Regions from separate parts of the Ovis aries genome. Here region 2 is linked to region 1. A link is a contact called in public Hi-C data. All regions are on one chromosome and are shown on one strand. The core of a region is the stretch at or near the end of the contact, and the rest is flanking DNA. Distances in the headings are between cores, read along the strand shown. Region 1 overlaps ZBTB20 (zinc finger and BTB domain containing 20). Region 2 holds the start of ZBTB20 (zinc finger and BTB domain containing 20).

Region 1 (2,753 bases), core at 129-2,628:
TGCCTCCTTCCAGCCGAAATGGAAACTGCAGAACCGACACGCTGTGAAAGAGCTACCCTCCCAGGGCACTGACTGTGTGCCAGCGCTGTGCCCATCACTCAACAGGAATTATTTAATCTTTGCATCAACTTCCCAGATGGTGCTAGTGGTGAAGAACCCGCCTGCCAATGCAGGAAACACAAGAGACCCAGGTTCAATCCCTGGGTTGGGAAGATCCCCTGGGGAAGGAAATGGTAACCCACTCCAGTATTCTTGCCTGGAGAATTGCATGGACAGAGGAGCCTGGCGGGCTGCAGTCTGTGGGGTCACAAAGAGTCAGACACGACTGAAGCGACTTAGCATTGCATAGCATAGCAGCCCTAGAATGTTTGTCATTTCCATTTTACAGATGAGGAAACTGAGGCCCAGAGAGGCAGAGGAATCTGCCTCGGGTACACGGCTACTGGATGGTAGAGCTCAGTTCTACCACCAGCCCCCACTGAGGCACCACATCCCCTGTGCCCTCCTCCCCAAATACTGTACTAAGCCTCTTCCATATATTATTGGGAAGCAGAATAAGGGGACGATCACCACACCAAAAAGATGGGGGACAAGTGGGGCAGGGATCAAAATTGTCATGACCCAGTGACTCAGTATTTATGAAAAAGGGGTTCTAATTCTTTTCCACCCAACCAGGCTGATGAGTGGAAGGCATGTTAATGTGCAGGAGAGGGTGGGAGCCCAGTGAAGAGAGAAAATTGGTGAAGAGAACACTCTCCCTCAGCAGCCCCCGGAGACTGATAAGAGCTCACAGAGATAAAATATTTATTTTCCATATGTCGCAGAGAGCATTGCCATCGCTGTATGTGTGCAGTATGTGCAAAGAAGTGTGAAATCTATACATCAAATGCCACCAATCTAGTTAATTTCCATGCATTTAACAGGCTTATTACCTACCATCTCCTCAATATGTTTTCATGTATATTTCTTGCCACATACAATATGGTCTAGTAAGGAAAGAGCCAACATCACCCACAACCTTACTCACTGCTATGTTTCAGCCCCAAACTTGTCCTGGCCGGCACAAGGAGAGTTAAATACCAGTAGGTCCTGCTGGCCAGCTCAACCGCCCGTCACCTTAAATCGCCTTCCCACTCCTCGAAGCAGCCTTTTTCTCATAACAGAAGTGTTTGCTGTGTGGAGATGAAAATGTTTTTGTTCTCTTTGGATAATTGGGAGATAGTCAGCATGTCAGAACTGACCGTTGAAAGGCAGGTGCCTGTGGCCACACTTTTTTTTTTTTCTTTTTTTTTGAAAGCAGAGCTCCACCAGTGTGGCGGGAGGAAGTGCACAATGATTGGTCTGTTTCTCTGTGGAAATGTTCAGGGTACACCCAGTTTTGCTTTGCATATATTTACGAAACATCTGCCCTTTTCTTGTTCTTAAATCCTTCCCCCTCACCAGCCCCCTTTCCCCTTTCTCCCAATTTCTCTCTTTGTTGTCATTGGCTCGTCTAACTTTTTCATTGGAGCTTTCATTTTCCGGTTGAGGGGCGACTTCATCAGAGTGTATAATTTTAACATTGAGGAGGGAGGGAGAGAGGGAGAGAGTGTGTGGGAAGTGGGAGGCGAGAGAGAGAGGGAGAGAGAGAGAGACAGAAAAGAAAGAAGGAAGCTAAGCGGCCAGAGAGCTTGGCAAACCAACCTTTGGCATGGTGACCAGGAGGAAGGTTCTGGTCTGGTGGGGAGTTTGCCTGACGCGCTGCCTGTAATCAGCTGGTGCGCTGCTGCCCTCTAAAGGCTCCAGGGACTAGTACACAGCTTCTGAGGCTTGGTGAGACCTGCCCTCGAATATGCCATGTTCATGTAATTCTTTTACACGACCAAAGAAGGTATTTTCAATTAATTACTACAAGACTTCCTTTATCCTCCTCAACAAAATATGAGCTGCAAAACTAGGGTCAAAATAACAGCACCTGTGCATGTCTAAATGTAGATGGTTGCTATGTTTTAGAGTTTCTCAGCTCTGGAAAAAGGAGTCCACTATTAGAGAGAGTGAGATGGAAAATGCATTGTTTCTAAGGGTCAGTGAATGTCTCTCTGGTATGTGCACTTGGGAAATAGCCCAATGGTCTAAGAATAAGTAAAGGGATTTTAGGCAAATGAAGGAGTGAGCCAAAAGGTTGAGTTTTCAATATCCTCTGTTCGTAGAGATGGTTTCAGTGTCTTTGTGCTATGAATGGTCCCCAGAGGTGATCCTTGAGATGACAGACAGGAGGGTATGATGCAAGATGTAAGGTGGGAGGCAGGATCAAATCTAGAGAAGGAAGCGATGCCATCAATAGAAAGAACAATACAACTTCTGCAAAGTTAAAAGTAAAGAGTAATGTTGGTGGGCTGGCCATACACTCACATTTGAAAGACAGCTTCTTCAATTTCCTGAAAGAAACCAAGGAAATTAGTACATCTGAAACTAGCCTAGACCTTATTTATGAACATCAGGAATAAATTTTTTATGTTAAGTGATGTCTGTCATTAGTGTTTCATCTCGATATTTAAATGACCCATGAGAACCAGCCTAGCTTTAGTGGGCATAACGGTCCTGCTCTTATCAAATGTACTTCATGGATTCCAAGGAAAACAGCCTGTCAAGGTAGATTTCCCTGCTGCATAAAGAGTAGGAAACTTAATTTGGATTCAGACTATAACTATTCTCAAAATATACTTTAATTTTAACTCAATTTCATTCCATCAACAAACCTATATTGAATGACA
Region 2 (2,753 bases), core at 77-2,576, 790 kb before region 1:
TTTGGCTCTGGGGAGTACTATGTTGAGTGACAAATGGATGAGGATGAAGGTTTTATTGAAGCGTCTGAACCGCATTTAATTTTCCGTGTTGCTTTATTTGTTCCTCCTAGCCCTCAGGATATTGAATTTTGTGGGCTCCAGTTGGGTCGTTGGTACTTCAGGTTTTTAGTAATAAGAAACATAATCTGCTTTTCCCGTTAGGATAATATCCTCATTTGTATTAAGGGCGGCTTACTCCAAACTGTTTCACATAGTCTTTTTTCCAAACCTCCTGAACGAACACATTTTCCCGTTGAGCACTGGCATTGCTTCAGCGGCCTCCGGTGACCTCCCGGCTTGGCAACCTGCACCCCACTCCACAGGAACCAAGCCTGGACTCCGCGGGGCCTCGAGCGCCTCCCCAGACCTTCTCTCCTGCTTTCCCTCCCATCACTCGGGATCCAGCTTCGCTCCAGCCGCCTCAGCTGTCTGCGACAGCGACACCCCCTCCTCCCCTCCTGCGGCTCCCCCGCCAGCTCGCCGCGCCAGACAGCGGGTAACCGCCGCCTCCGCCGGGGCATCCCGGCTCCATAGGCCTAGCGCGCTCCAGACACCTGCCTCTCACTGGCCACCGCCGCTGCCCCTCACCCGGCATCCCTCTCGGCAATTGGCCCCCGGCCGTCGCTCGTCATCCTCAGCCTCGCCTCGAGTCCCGCCTCCGTCGCCGGGTCATTTAAGTTTATCACAAATAAATAAATAAAGGAGGAAATAGAAATGCGTAGAAAGTAAAAGCAGTCGGGAGGGGGCGGGGGCGTGGAGAAAAAAAGAGGGGGGAGGAGTAGACAACCAAACTTGATTGTGTGTGTGTTGACCAATCACGACTCACCCCAGTCCAGTCTGACGGGCTCTCTCAACCAATTGCCTCCTAACTCTCGGATCAGTGAACAACGAGATATGACTGACCTCTCCAGAGTGGGCGAAGGTGCGGCAGAGGGTGGGAAGTGGGAAGACTCTCGACCAATCATCTGTTAACTGTTCTCTGAGCGAAGTTTCCATAATCCAATGTGTGTCTGGGATAGCGGATTGGGCTTCTCCTGGTCCAATCGAAGCTGGTAGAGATGAGGGAAGAGGCAGATGGGGTGGGGACAGGTGAAGGGGAGGAGGAAGAGTGTATTTTGTTTATGGGCGGCAACCTCACGAGGGGCGTCCCATCCTTATTGGCTCATTGAAGCGAAGAGTGGCATTAGGGCAATCCAATAGTAGAAAAAGATAGAGGGTTCGCGATGTGAGGCGCCCAATGTGGGCCTTCTGCCGAAGAAGTAGGGGCGGGGGGAAGTTTAGGAGTTGAGGAAAGAAGATTAAAGAGCGCGAGGAGGTAACGCCAAAAACTCTAATTTGTTGTGAGGCGGGCGGGAGGGGTGTGTGCGAGCCGTGGGGGACGGGGCGTCTGTGAGGCGCTTGGAGTTGGGGGCGGCGGGACGGGAAAGGAGGGGCGCGGGGTGGGGTTGGGGGAGCGAGTTAGAGTGGCGAGCCCGCGGGCCGTTGGTCCGCAGAGCGCGCGCCCCTTCCCCCGGGCGCCCCGCCTCGCTCCCCCTTCTCTTGGCGCCCCTCCTCGCGCCGGGCTGCGGCGGCGGCCTCGCCCGACCCCGCGCGGAGGGAGGGAGCGCGGGAGGGTCCCGGCTCCTAGGAGCGGGCGGGGCGTCCCGCAGCTGGAAACGAGTCTTCTGCCTTCTTCTCTCTATTCCCCGCGCCTGGAGTTGCCGCTTCCAAGAAGAGGAGCTGAGGGGGACTAGCCTGGGCTCAGGAGCTACTAGAGGCGCCCGCTTGTCTTCCGCCCCCTCCCTTCTCGCCCTCCCCCGCTTGCCGTGGCTCTGGCGGTCTCTGGAGCGTCTTCTGAGAACTGGGGGGCGGGAGGGGTCCTGGCCCCAGAGCCGCTGGACGCCCCTCCAGACGCCCGAGCTACCGGCCGCCGCCTGCTTCGCTGCTACGACTCTAGAGGAGGGGGTTTGGGAAGGGAAGACACTCCTTTCCTTCTTTCTCTCCTCCTGTGGGTCCCCGTGGAAACATTAAAAAGAAAGAAAAAAAAAACACGGTTTTCCATAGCCGAGAGAAATGGTTGGAAGCTTTTTGAAAGTTTTAAAGAAATGCACTGTTTTACACTGTTTAATGCATTACTATCCGTGTGGCTTTCTGGTCTTTTCCCACCACCCGCCCCACGCCCCGCCCCTCTTGAAGCTGTTATCCTTTTTAAGGATGCTGAAGAGGCAGGAGGCAGGGATTTTCTAAAAGTTCTATTGATAAACACACTTGCACAAACATATGCTATGCACACAAACTATAAACATTAGCGGAAAACACAATATGGCGTACAGCTATCCTACCTAGCGCGGTAATCCGCTGATCTCTTAAGGCAGCCTAGTTGAATGGGGTCAGTAGCAGGATGACAGTTCTCCAGTAAAAATCTGAATGAAGCAGGAAGTAATTTGGAAGCAGCCGGTGGGTTAAGTACTGTGTTCGAAATCAGCATTGGCCCAAGATAAGTTGAATTTGTTAATGTTCTAGACGTGTGAAAATTGTCTCAGCTGCTTCTTAGCATTAGAAAAACCGAAATGTTGCTCAAGTGGAGTTTTCTTATCCTGTGGTCATGTGTATATTTCAGCCAAGAAAATGAACAGAGAACAATGTTTTCAAGCAAACTCTTTTCTAAAGTTACTATTGTTGGTATTGAAAGTTTTAAAACATTAATTATAATGACTGTTTTGTAAAAAAAACTT

The links. A called contact is a pair of places that touch in the nucleus more often than the background predicts.
Region 2: a Hi-C map of muscle shows a contact between it and region 1, with 2.3 times the contacts expected there. The contact joins the promoter of ZBTB20 here to the enhancer-like site in region 1. A contact is called at or near these places in 5 of 16 Hi-C or Micro-C datasets (blood, hypothalamus, liver and 2 more).

Annotation. Positions count from the first base shown.
Region 1 is chr1:179,963,261-179,966,013 of ARS-UI_Ramb_v3.0, reverse strand. The region is part of intron 9 of ZBTB20 (zinc finger and BTB domain containing 20); the gene reads left to right. Among named protein-coding and RNA genes, the nearest start is that of TIGIT, 95 kb to the right of the region's middle. Within about 2 kb of position 1,378, at least 31 of the 54 cell types and tissues checked have an H3K27ac peak or open chromatin away from gene starts, as enhancers often do. A contact at or near this core is called in liver, muscle and tail adipose tissue, where this site is marked.
Region 2 is chr1:180,757,129-180,759,881 of ARS-UI_Ramb_v3.0, reverse strand. ZBTB20 (zinc finger and BTB domain containing 20) reads left to right here and starts at 1,326. Exons shown (of 13, transcript XM_060418143.1): 1 at 1,326-1,354. LOC132660065 (a long non-coding RNA gene) reads right to left here and starts at 779. Exons shown (of 2, transcript XR_009601257.1): 1 at 628-779.